Linked DNA regions of Danio rerio: region 2 is linked to region 1. Evidence: chromatin contacts called from public Micro-C data. All regions are on one chromosome and are shown on one strand. Each heading gives the region's core, a stretch centred on a gene start, on an enhancer-like site or on the middle of the called end of the contact. The rest is flanking DNA. Distances are from core to core; before and after follow the strand shown. Region 1 overlaps fancc (FA complementation group C). Region 2 overlaps dock8 (dedicator of cytokinesis 8).

Region 1 (7,344 bases), core at 559-3,058:
GCATTTTCAACGCAGAATATCTGACTTCAGCATTGTTTTTTAGATAATCAAGTATGCTCACTTGGCATGTTTCTTAAATATTTGCAAACATATTATGGTATTTGTATGCTTTAGAAGAGATTCACATCACCTTAAGGATAATAATTTAGATATATTCATAAAGACCAAAATCTCTAATGACAATATAGCAGGCAGCAACATTTCCATACGTATCACTGGCCAAATATAATTTAAGTCTTACTGAAGGATTGGTACATTTAATTCAACTGCAGGTTTGTTATCAGTGAGTAAGTTAGATATCCAGCTCCAAATCAATTTCAAAAGTGTCTCATTTCTGCACTTCTCATTTCACCGTCTTTCAGAGGTTCCCAGGGAGGCCTGGCTGGATCATCTGAGCTGGATCACAAGTTTACTTCAGAGCGTGACGGAGAATGAGGAGGAAGATGTCAGGTGAGATGAGCTTTAAGACACTCTACACTTCATCGCTCTCTTATCATCCGCAGTGCTCTTAGTAGAGAGATTTGATCCTGTATGTTTCTAGGCAGCTCAGGTTTGACACAGGAGAGCATTTGGACACAGATGAACAGATTTTCAGTGATAGATTTTCACTTCAAGTACACAGCTCCTCTTCACAAATCCTTGTCCTGAAAAAAGCTCTGTCCACGTCGAGACCAAGTATCGTGTTTAAATGTCTTGAAAAGCTTGAAAATTGATCTATTATAATTCATGAGGTCTTTTGTACTGTAGATGTTACCCTCCTTTCAAAGCCCCATTCTAATAGATGTGCATGTATAATATATGCACATAAGGATGAAGTATGTTATAAATTTAGCAGGACAAATCAGGTATATTAATTTAAACTTTGATGTGTATAGAACTATTTATGGTAATTCTTTACACATTTAGAGATCACTAGGGATATCCAGATCCAATCACATAATCGGGACCGGACATAACCTCCCAATCAGAAGTCGAATTAATATATATATATATATATATATATATATATATATATATATATATATATATATATATATATATATATATATATATATTAGTGCTGTCAATCGATTAAAAAAATTAACTAATTAATCGCACTTAAAAAAAAATTAATCGTGAAAAGACTGAAGCTTAATGTAAAATTAATGTAAACGCAAGACAAATACTGTTTTAATTCAAAATATAATTCATTATTAGAATTTTTGTTTAACTTGTAACACAGATTTCTTTATGTAAACAACATACCCACAATAAACCATCATATATATATGTATATGTGTATGTGTATATAAAATCTATATTTGCTGAATAAAAGTAATAATAATTAAACACAACAAAAACAACAACAATTTGGCTCTCAGCCATAATCGTTTCTTCACAATAATAATAACTTTCATTTTCAGTGCATTTTATAGATTTTTCTAGTTATAGCCATTGTTGTCATATGGTCTTTTGCATAAAAGTGTGCATATTTTTATATTTATTGCAAAAGTGTCAACTGCAGGTGTCATCAGGATGATAAACTAGAACATGCATCTATCAGTCATGAAAAAAAATCTCTTTCTCTTAACCAGAAACTCACTCAATCTACTCATGCCTCCACATATGTAACAGCAAATAACAGTTCTGTTTTTCACTGTGTTTGGATGGATGGTGATTTTCTAGGGCGTATCAGCCTATGTTTGAGGCTTGGTTCCTGCTGGTGCGTTGTGGGTATTGGGTGGACACAGCCGTCGAGCTGCTTGTTCTGGCAGCGTCTGGAAACACGGAAGCGCTGCTGTGGCTGCTGACGTTCTTCCACCACCCCACCAACAGAGGGCACCAGCGCTCCCAGCAAACCGTAAGAGATCTAATTATGGCAGCGCAGCCAGTCCACCCTACGTCACAAGTTAAAAACAGCAAAGTGAAGCAGACTGGAAAATTACTGATGGCTTCCTCCTCTTTGTCTTAATCTCAGGCAGTGGCCAGAGAAGCCTGGACTCATCTGAGGATGCTGTTTCTCAATCATCCTCCTCCTCCCAGACACCTCAGTGCTGTGAAAGAGCTGTTGTCCTCCTCCTCCATTTCGGCAAACCTTGTCTTGCATCTGTTTTCAAACTTTGCCGTCTTTTCCCACGGACCTGTTAGCATTATCACTGAAATAAGTGACAAGGTGAGGTCTTCAGTGAGTCAGTTTTAGCACACTGTGAAATTACATTTACGTCTTCAAATGCCAGGGGTTTGCTCATGCGAACCCGGTGGCCTATTCAAGACGAGACGAGGGCTGCGCGGAGCCCAATTAAGTTGTCATCAGTGCCTTTATTGACCCTACGCTAGTTCTCGTGGTATGCAGAGAACAACAGAATAAAACGGGCTGCTGGCTGTTTACGACACATTTAAAATCAGAAGCGTTTCAGCTTCATGCACGCACACACACACACACATACACACATACACACACACACACACACACACACACAATGATAAATAAAAGTCTGCAAACAAAAGCTTGAATGCAGAGTTTTGATAGTCCTCTCAGCTTTGGTTACTCTATGATTTATTCAGAATTGGTATTTTATGTGGTATTTAATATAATATTCATGCACATGCAACAATTCATAGTGACCACAGGCTGTTAAAGATCGAAACTGAAAAACAGAAACCATAAAAGCACTTTGGATCATTTTAAAATCCAAGATTTCTAGAGTCCTCTGCTAGATTTGAATGAGCAGCAGACTGAGATTTAAATCATTATTCATTTTTGATTAGTTTTTTTTGCTGAAACTCAAGTCAGCGGTTTGAACTGGTTCAGAAGGATGATTCATTTACTGATGCAATTCTTTAGCAAGCGAGTGGTCTGATTGCAGTCATTCTTGTGTTAACAGCTCACTGCAGAGGAAGGTTTTCATTGACTTATTTACTTCACTTTTTTGTTTTGTTTTCTTTATAAAAAGAGCCCCCAGCAGTTTTTTAGGTTGTATTACACTACCACAATGTCAGTCCAATGTGGTTTGTAAAGATTTTTACACAATTAATTAATTCCCTTATCCTATTTAATAACAAAAAATAAATAAAACTAATCCATTCTCTTTTAGAATTGTCTGGTAGATATAAAACAAACTTAAACTTTGGTTTATCATCATAAAAAGTGTTGATGATGTTAAATTAATTTTACTCATGATATAAACGTTCTGAATTGAAATAATTTAGACTTTTTTTTTACTCGACACGAGTTTGTTCAACTGTTGCACTGCCATATAATTGATTATTAAAATAATATGGAAGGTTCTAGCCCTGTCATGATAAAGAATTTTTGTAGTGCCATATATTGTCACGTTTATTGTTGTGATAAGCGATATAATTGTCATTTTGAGATCATTTTATGCCTCTTATTACATAATGGTTATATAACGGCATAATAATGAAAATAGCCATGAACACTTTACATTACTTAGCATTCTTAAATTTATTTCAATTCTATAATTTGATGTCAAAAAGGTAAAAGTCCTATTATATATACACTATTAAATGTTCTATTAGGTAAATGTACAGTTATAAACTTAGATACCGGGGAGGGCGAATGGAAATGTCATCGTAAAATGGCTCAAACATTATTTGTGAATTTGTAAATATACACACACTGGCCACTTTATTAGGTACACCTTATTAGTACCGGGTTGGACCTCATTTTGTCTTCAAAACTGCCTTAATCCTTCGTGACATACTATAGATTCAACAAGGTACTGGAAATATTCTTCTAAGATTTGTGTCCATATTGACATGATAGCAGTTTCTGCAGATTTGTCAGCAGCACATCCATGATGCAAATCTTTCATTCCACTACATTCCAAAGGTGCTCTATTGGATTGAGGTCTGGTAATTGTGGAGGCCATTTGAATACAATGAACTCATTGTCATCGTGTTTAAACCAGTCTGAGATGATTCACGCTTTGACATGGTGCGTTGTCCTACTGGAAGTAGCTATCAGAAGATGGGTACACAGTTTCTAAAATACTCAGACCATCACCAACAACCTTACCACGTTCAAAGTCACTTAAATCACTTTTCATCTCCATTCTGATGCTCGATTTGGACTGCAGCAGATGGTCTTGACCATGTCTACTACCTAAACGCATTGAGTTGCTGCCATGTGAATGGCTGATAAGAAAGTTGCGCTAACAAGCAGTTGTACCTAATAAAGTGGCCGGTGAGTGTACATTGCAATGGCAAAAATGATTAAGGTCATCTCCAAATATTGCACGATAAGTTGATATATTGATTATTGTGACAGGCCTAGAAGGATCTCTGTGAAACGTAACTTAAAAAAGCTAAACTGATGTGGAACTGATGGTATGTTTTGGCTGACCTCTTGTGATCACACAACTGAAAAAAAAAAACAGCATTAAAAACTAACCAAAATGTTCCCTGTGTCCAGGCAAAGAATGGGAGTAAATAATGACAGAATAATATACATCACTCACTTCACTAGCTCATCTTAATAACTGTATTAGTTTACTGGACTTCTATGATGACCGTTTAACCGCGTGTGTGTGTTTTGTGATGCTGGCAGGTGCTGACTGAGACTGCTGTGAGGCGCAGGGCACTGTGGATCCTTGCCTCCATTCGCTGCAGACTAAACAGCGCTTCCTCACGGGACGACAGGGTTCATTCCAGGCTGAGGACACTTCAGGACACCCTCCTCCAAACCTGAGAGTCTCGCGTAAAAACTCCCAGCTTCTAGTGCTCCAACAAAACTGTTTATTAGGAGAAGGAATCCTGGCGTGGCTCGGTTACGCAGCGAAGCGTTGGGTGGGACGATACGGCATTTATAGAAGAGAAGCGCAGCTGCCGTTTTTAACTTGAAAAGCAGTGGGTGTTCTCCCCTTAAAACCCAAGAACGGGCCTCTCTCCGCACTTGATGTATTGAGCCAAATAAAAGCAACACATGTATTTGTATCTGTGTGTTTGGATGACATCAAACGCGAATGGGAGAAAGTAAATTTCCAGGGATGCGACTGCTGTCAGATGTGCGGGTTGTATTTCGTGAATGTTTGGAATCGGCGTCTTTGTTGTTTGACTGTGAAGCTCCGTCTCGCTAACACGCCGTTTATCTTCGCTCTCTGTCCTCCCACACACTCTTTTGACAGGAGAGCATGCCGGAGTCCTTCTCACCACATGAATGCTCAAGTGTGTGTGTTTGTGTTTGTGTTTGTGTGTGTGTGTGTGTGTGTGTGTGTGTGTGGGGTGGGGGGGGGGTAATCCCAGTGCACGGCCTCCTGAAGAGTTTAGTGTCTGTGTACTGTACTTTCTAGACTTCATCAGTGCTTCTCCATGGGTCTGGCTCTCCCTGTAGGACTATTTCCCCACGGCTTTTTCATTATTCAGTCTCTCTAGCATGTGTTTATCAATCAAAACTAGGTCATTCTGAATTTACAGCCTCACAATCACTATGCTTTTATTTGAAAATGACTGGTGTCAATAGGGGTGTTAACAACACAATGCAAAGATGCAGCATTGTGTGTTACACTTAAACAAGGTGTTGAACTAACTTAATTTACGGAAAACTTTTCCACTTAATTATTTCAACTGATCTTTTACATAAATTGAACCCACAAGCAAAATTCATTTGGAACCAATTGTCAAATCATGTTCATTTGAATTACCAGAACTTTCTGTTGCTTATTGCAGTTCAACCTGCAACTGTTTTAATAATGCCTCCAGTTGACTGAGATATCAGAACTGGCATTAGCACAGTTGTGGCCCACTGAGTGGTCACTAGAAATATTGTTATTAATGAAGCTGCCAACACCCAATGAGGGCTGCTCTTCTTCAAATTGATAACCTCAAAACCTTCTAAATCAGGCATGCCAAGCTCTATTCCTGGAGGGCCGCAGCCCTGCACAGTTTACTTCCAACCCTAATTAAACAAACCTGATCATACTAATGGAGTCCTTCAGGCTTGTTTGAAACCTACAGGTAAGTGTGTGGGAGCAGGGTTGAAACTAAACTGTGCAGGGCTGCGGCCCTCCAGGAATTGAGTTTGACATCCCTGTTCTAAATCTTTTAAGTGCAGATTAAACTCTTAAGACAGGGGTGCCCAAACTCGGTCCTGGATGGTCAGTGTCCTGGAGATCCAACATACCTGCAGGTATGTTTCTTAAAAGCCTAGTAAGAGCTTGAGTAGCTAGGCCAGGTGTGTCTGATTGGGGTTGAAACTAAACTTTGCTGGACCCCAGCCCTCCAGGACCGAGTTTGGGCACCCCTGCTCTTAGAAGTCTTTTTCTTTTTAATTTAAACAGGCAAAGATTTATTTATATAGATATTATATGCTTTTCAATTTTTTACACGTCCATTAACCTTGTCGTTACACCAACGCAATTCATTCATGTTTGAATGTCATTCAAGTGGATTGAACATAAAACAAATGAATTGGCTAAATAAACCTGTTCGACCTTCGTTGAATAGATGTGGAATCGAATTGAAAGTATGTGTTTTGACGAAAGCTATTGATGTCAGTGATTACAGGATTTCAGCTTTCTTCAAAATATGTTCTTTACAGTTTAGCAGAATGAAGAAACTCATCGAGGTTTGCAACCATTTGAGAGTAAATAGTGTGTACATTTTCATTTTTTTGGGTGGTCTATTCCTTTAAAAGGCTGTGACAGCTACTAGAAATGTTCATTCTTTCTAGCAATAAAAATATCTTTTTGCAGAAATCTTTTAATTCCCTCTCTAAGCACTTGTCAACATGAGTGTCTGTTGTTTTTGCCGTCTTGAATAGTTTATTGTTCTATCTCCGTTTCTTTTCAGACTGTAAATCAATTGCCTGAGACAGCTGGTGCTTATGATACAATATGTTGTAATAAACACAATTTCAAAATGATAGTACTTGATTTCTTTTCTCCAAGTCCTCAAATTATACATTTCTTAACCTTAAAATAAGGGTATCCATTCATCATCGTTCATATTATTCATCATCAATAGCCCCGTCCCTTCCGTTACATCATTAAACCTGCATTAGTTGAGTGTATGAAGGTGTCCAATTTCAGAACTTTTATTTATTTATTTATTTTTGGTTGTTAAATAAGTGCATCAATAAAGGAGACAGAACAAGAACAACAACAATCTACTGAAGATGCAAAAACAGTAGAAGCCCACCTTGATAAGTGCTTGTGTAAGGAGATTAAAATATATCTGCAACTCTGCTTTAAACAAAAACAAAGACATTTAATCACTCATAAAAACTGCAGACTCTAGATTATAGTGAATTCTACTGCGCATGTCAGGCATCTGTTTATGCACAATATTAAATAGAGTACACACAGAATGCTGTGCATTTAACTGTGTAAACAAAACAGTTCAGAC
Region 2 (6,764 bases), core at 2,226-4,725, 180 kb after region 1:
GTTATATTTTAAAAACCTTGCATTATATGTTTAAATATTTTATTTTATAAAATAATAAAAAACTATTACAAAGCAGATTTAAACCAAGTGCATACAGAATTTTATGTTTCGGCACAGAATTTTTATTGTGGTACATAACCAGCATGTACTCCCCCAAAGAGCAATACTTACAAGTATACCTCTCCCAAAAATGACAAATAGCTATTATTTTTGCACCCCTGTGTCTTTCTCAATCCATGTCATTTTATTTTATTTTTTCTGAGGAATGCAAAAAGTGTTTTAAACAATATTTGCATAAATCTTTTCCAAACTCAAAAACATCACCACAAATCTGCCGTAATGAGAGAATCTTTTGTTTTTGGGTGTGCTATTCCTCTAGCAGCAATTATGGAAATACTCCTGAACGCTGGAGAGATTTGCTGATTGCGGAGTCAAAGATCAAGTGTAGCACTAGTGGATTTACCTGTTCTCGATGCGAGGTTTGATGATGGGCTTGTAGAGCTCTGGGATCTTTCTCTCCAGCATTGGCCTCAGGTTCTCTCGCAGTTTATTGTAGTTTTTCTTCATCTCCTGCTGGTACTCCTTCTGATCGGGAGTGATGAGTTGCTTGTTCTTCTCAATGGCCTCTCCACACCTGCAGGTTTGCAATCACAACAGCATTAGCGACACAAGAAGAGGAGCAGAGCACCAGGTCAGGAATAATTAGTGCAATTAGCTGCATTTGGATAGAAAAAGACAAAAGAGTTGCATAAGGAGTTTTCACATTCACACACACACTCATACACTACAGACAATTTTGTCTACCCAATTCACCTGTACCGCATGTCTTTGGACTTTGGGGGAAACCGGAGCACCCGGAGGAAACCCACGCGAAGGCAGGGAGAAAATGCAAACTCCACACAGAAACGTCAACTGAGCCGAGGTTCGAACCAGCGACCTTCTTGCTGTGAGGCGACAGCACTACCTACTGCGCCACTGCCTTGCCGGGGTTTATAATTTATAAAAGATAAAGTTCTGTACCTTTTTTTTTTGGTTGGCTTTTCATATACTTATTTAAAATCAAAGTTTCCAATGCTGTGATTCACCTTGGTGAATGACAGGTTGGTTTGGTTTATGGCTTATGACACTTTACATTTTTTTTTTTTTTTTAATTCCTGTTGTTACTGAAAATGTGGATGGGCATTAATGCACTACAGTGCAGTCAAATCCAGATTCTACTTGTGACAATCAAATGTAACCATAGCAACAGTGAACAAAGTATACATGAAAGATGGCACCATCAAAAACTGCAAAGATTTATATCACATCTGACATAACACAGATGTGTGATTTTATGCATTAAGTCTTAATTAACCAATTAAAACTTTTAATTTTGACGCAAAACTGGAGGTTGTGACTGTAAACCTGTAGATGACATGGCTCAGGTAAATTTGTGATGTTGCTTGCGTATGATTGTTAAGATCAAGTAGAGATCTATTGAGCTATATTAGTAATTCTGTTATTTGTGAACACAGTTTGTTAACAATGGGCTTTACCAATTGACATCTACTCTGCACCTGGAACGAACCAGATTTATTTTAAAAGGCAACATTGGACAATTTCAGAAAATTTGGGGCCCTTTCTTTTATTACTTCATGGGGAATTCTTCCCCCCAAAGCAATGTATTGTAACTAAAAGTTGTTTTGATTATCACTGTAGTGTATACTTACAGGCTGGGCTTGGGGTGTTTGGTTTTTTTTTTATGTTTGTTTGTTTGTTTGTTTGTTTGTTTTGTTTTTGTAAATGTATGCATATCAGAAAACTAATCCTGTGATTATTGTAAGTTTATTCAACGACCAAATAAAAAACTTATTTGACAAAAAAAAAAAACAATGGGCTTCACCAAAAATATGGTTGGGAGTCCTGAAAATGTATCTTTGGTTTTAGAACGTGAACTAGAGTTGTTATTTCAGTCCTGTGAAAAACCAAATGTGTGTGAGCAAAACCGTGTTAAAGGGATAGTTCATCCCAAAATAAAAATGTACTCATTATTTACTTTACATCACTTAAATCGGGCGTTGCAGTGGCACAGTTGGTAGAGATGTCGCCTCACAGCAAGAAGGTCGCTGGTTCAAGCCCCGGCTGGGTCAGTTGGCATTTCTGTATGAAGTTTCCATGTTCTCCCTGTATTTGCGTGGGTTTCCTCCCAGTGCTCCGGTTTCCCCCACAGTCCAAAGACTTGCGCTATAGGTGAATTGGGTGAGCTAAATGTATGTGTGTGAATGAAAGTGTATGGGTGTTTTTCAAGACATGGGTTGCAGCTTAAAGGCTATCTGCTTTTCCACATGCTGAAAAAGTTGGCCGTTCAATCCACTGTGGTGACCCCTGATTAATAAAGTGACTAAGCCGAAAAGAAAATGAATAAATGAAAGCTGAAAACCTGTAACCATTGACTTCCATAGTAAGAATAACAAAATGTATGGTAGTCAATAGTTTCAGGTTTACAGCTTTCTTCAAAATATCATATTTTGTGTTCAACAGAATAATTAAACTCATAAAGGTTTGGGTCAAGTGAAGGTAGAGTAAATGATGACCATTTTTAGTTGTGAATGAACTGTCTCTTTAATAATCCTGTTGCTTTGTGAATGTGGGACACTAAGGGACAAAACCGCTTTTTTAAATACATTTTAAATGGCTTCAAATCTTCCAAATATGTTTTAAACAGTCTAGGAGGAGAATTAACATCTTGGCACAAATAACGCTAACTTGGCTGAAGAAGGATTGTGCCAGCTTGGATGGATTATGGGGAAAAATAAACATATTTTAAATGACGGTAAATATTTGTCTGCAACTCTGGCAACAATCAAGCCCCAGAATCCAACAAGACCTGATCTATCACCAAAAAAAAAAAAAAGCAATATATAAAACCTTCAACTTGTATACATCCTGCGAAAACTCCCTGCATTCGAAATCTTAATTTGTTGCGAGTCTTGCTTTAAACATTGTGATGATTATGCAAAACAAAAGCAGCTGGGTGGCATTAAAGTGGGGTTTCTCCGCTTGCGGAAAAGCCCCCTCGGGTGTCTTACGTCCACATATTTCAATGAACTTTCAAATAAAGAACTATAAACAAACCAATCACTATTAAATAAAGGCGCTTCCATATTTCCTTTGATCCGACAATAGAAATCAAGCTCCGTTAGGTCGAACGTCACTGAAAAACTTTTGAGTTTGTATGTCTTTGCCATTGGAAGCAGCCACTCACCGCAGTATGAACTCTTTGAAACACAAGCGCAGTTTGTTGTGATGACGGAAGAGCTTGGGGTCTGCTGGGATTTCATTCAAGAAGACCTGGGCCACCTCCAATGGACCCTGCGGAGACACACCGAGTGAGAAAAGGAAAGAAAAGCCCCCCTTTCTCCCCCCCACTGCACTAGTGGAGAAAATGAATGCTTCATCCATTGGAGGCCACAAGGTAAAGTCAACACATAAGGGAAAGATCATGAATAAGTCTTTGTGTGAGTGATGTCACCGTGGAGCCAGGAGCAGAGGCATTGCTGCGCTCTTTGTATGTTGTTTCTCCAAAGGGCATTTATCACAAAACCGCAGCCCTATCCACGGGATTTGGATACGTTCTTAACTTGATTAGTGGTGTAAACTGTCACTCTGGAGCTTCAGGCATCATTATAAGTGTAGAGACGTTGGGAGAATCGCTGTGAATCCCTACAACCTTAAAATGAACGTTTTGCTTTTATGTGGTGTCCTTACATTACCTAAAGTATTTGAAAACCACAGCGGAGATCTGTAGTAGAAAAAGGATGGAAGGAGACTGGCTGGCTGGAAAAGCGACTGAGGCTGTGTTTATGTCAGGGGATTAAGGTATGGTTGTTTAGAAGGGATCCATTAGCCCCTGCTGGTAGATGTGGAAACTACATATTCTGGACTCCAAAAAAAGCATCTTTTCTCATTGATGGTTATTTAAAATGATCACAATCATTTTTTGAAATAGACTTATTTTTTTATTTATTTACTTATCTCATTATGTTAAATAACAACAATAATAATAAACATTATTAATTATAACAACAATAAAAACAATAATATTAAAAATATTGTTTGTTTCTTTTATTTTTTTGTTAAATAATAATAATTAATTATAACAACAATAAAAAACAATAATATTAATAAAAAAAATATTATATTAATTATATTCTCTCACTTGACATATTGCATTACATCATGGTCACAAGCCTCTTGAACTACATTCAAGTCTATTGACTCGATATATAAACAAGCCAAATTATGGACTTAAAGCCTATGCGAGGGCATCATTGTGATGTTTTACTGTATGTAAACATAACTTATTTTAGTTTTGATAGTTTTATTAAATTTGATTATCTTAAATATTTAAATAATCATGTTCCAATGCTGTTTTCAGATCATCAGGGTCATACCAGCAACTGCTAACAGGGATTGTCTAGTGCAAAAGTGTAAGACCTCTTTTAGTCAATGTTGTAGTTGGATTTAGCTGTTTGCCTAAAATTAGAAAGTAATCTGTTTATTTATATATATATATATATATATATATATATATATATATATATATATATATATATATATAGAGAGAGAGAGAGAGAGAGAGAGAGAGAGAGAGAGAGAGAGAGAGAGAGAGAGAGATTTTATATACTTTGTTTCTAAAATCTTTTCATAATTTACAATAACTTCAATTTATTTATGTTAAAAATATATATTTCCTCATGTGATTAAAAGCTAAAATTCAACAGCCATTACTGTAGTCTTTAGTGTCTCATGATCCTTCAGAACTTGAAGCTTAATATTTTTAGCAGAAACTGTGACTTATTTTCAATATTCTTTGAGGAATAGAATGTGTAAACTAAAAACAAAACTAAAAACTAAAATTAGAGTATGAAATTATCTATTATAGTAATCCAAAGTGCAAACACCATCATGATTTATAATGTGAAATAATTGTAGAATGTGGATTTAATTAATTTAAACTTATTAAAAAAAAATTTAATCAATTTAATGTATCCTTATGTCTATTCATTTTTTATTTGACAAAATAATCAACTAATGCTGACATTTGTATCACTACATTAATGAATTATTCATATTGTAGATGTTTTGCTAATGGCACATGTTGCATTTTCAAATACATGTTAAAAGCAAAACACTGGTCCTGTTAAAAGCAGAGGCAAAAACATTTTAAAAGCAGACTGAACAAATGAGATATTTAAACTTTGAATTGTAAAATCTCAAAGCATTAAAATGTTCTCTTTTCAATCACATTCTGCTTTCCATTCTACATAATATTAGTCACCATTTTACCTTTCACAATGAAAATTGCACTGAATAAAAACATCAGAAAAAGCCCATATGTAGACTAGCCCAAATCAGGAAAGTGGTCAAAATTAGTCAGAAGAGATGGATTTAATTATTTTAATGTATCCTTGTGCATATTTATTTTTCATTTGACAAATCTATTGTTGAACTTTGGATTTCTATATTAATGAATTATTTATACAGTAGATGGTTTGCTACACTAGGGCACTTAGAACACTAGGTGTAAATGTAAATGGTTGTCCTTCATCTACGTGTGATCCAATCAACCACACTGCATCATGTGTATAAAAACAAACAAACAAAAAAAAAGTCAGAGCAGTCGTGTATATAATGGTTTCAGACCTGATTGACAGTGGCTGTGACAGATCCCTGCAGAACCATCTGAAGCATCACAGCATCCGGTTTCTCCCTGTGTGTGGCTTCAGCCAGCTCTCGGGTCTTCTTCTGCATGTCCTCAATGGCCACCTCGATTGGTGTGAGGTCAAACTGAAAACATGTCAAGAGAGAAAATTCATTTTTGTATACATCATCCTAAAAAAAATAATCATCCACAGAAACCATGAACCATTTTCTGTTCAAATCCATATTGCGGGCAAAGAAATAAACAAATGCCACCAAAATGGAGTTGTCACGGTCGGGGTGTCTCATCTCAGTGCCAACCAAAACAGAAACCAACTAGACGGAGACGCTGAGAATGAAGCAGCGCAATGCTGACAGAACAAAACACAAATACGAGTACAAGAACGCACGCATCCGAGGCACCCAGAGACACACACAATGACAGAAACAGGACAAGACAGGGCCAGTGTCCGGACTCTGCCACCACAACAAGAATTTACAAGACCAGAGTGGCAGAACCCTGACAGGAGTACTTTGTGTACTCTCATTGTTATTAAAAGGAAAAGAAAAAGCAAATGTTAAAGAGACAATACAGCCAAAAATCTGGTTATCATAATTTCTTCATTCTTTGGACACACAAAAAAGATATTTTGAAGAATGCTGTAAATCGTTAACCATTGACTTCCATAGTACTTTTTTTATTTTTTATTTTTTAATGAAAGTCAATGTTTACGGGTTTTAACTTTCTTCAAAATATCTTTATATATATATATATATATATATATATATATATATATATATATATATATATATATATATATATATATATATATATATAAATATATATATATATATATATATATATATATATATATATATATATATATATAAATATATATATATATATATATATATATATATATATATATATATATATATATATATATATATATATATATATATATATATTTAAGGGAAGAAAGAAACTCAATGTTTTTGAAACCACTTGAGGAGACTAAATAGTTAGCAAAGTTTCATTTTTGGGTGATCTATCTCTTTACTTTCATTTAACATGGAAACTG

What was found. A called contact is a pair of places that touch in the nucleus more often than the background predicts.
Region 2: a Micro-C map of caudal fin shows a contact between it and region 1, with 6 times the contacts expected there. The contact joins two enhancer-like sites. A contact is called at or near these places in 4 of 18 Hi-C or Micro-C datasets (caudal fin, embryo, hematopoietic stem cells and 1 more) and 1 of 4 datasets of contacts at active chromatin or transcription factors (caudal fin).

The regions. Positions count from the first base shown.
Region 1 is chr8:32,231,338-32,238,681 of GRCz12tu, forward strand. fancc (FA complementation group C) reads left to right here. Exons shown (of 13, transcript NM_001040637.1): 10 at 363-450; 11 at 1,666-1,840; 12 at 1,958-2,152; 13 at 4,550-4,856. The coding sequence ends at 4,690. Among named protein-coding and RNA genes, the nearest start is that of mir24-3, 7.8 kb to the right of the region's middle. Within about 2 kb of position 1,809, at least 14 of the 62 cell types and tissues checked have an H3K27ac peak or open chromatin away from gene starts, as enhancers often do.
Region 2 is chr8:32,410,531-32,417,294 of GRCz12tu, forward strand. dock8 (dedicator of cytokinesis 8) reads right to left here. Exons shown (of 47, transcript XM_021478460.3): 44 at 5,686-5,829; 45 at 3,245-3,351; 46 at 464-634. Among named protein-coding and RNA genes, the nearest start is that of aopep, 17 kb to the left of the region's middle. Within about 2 kb of position 3,476, at least 21 of the 62 cell types and tissues checked have an H3K27ac peak or open chromatin away from gene starts, as enhancers often do.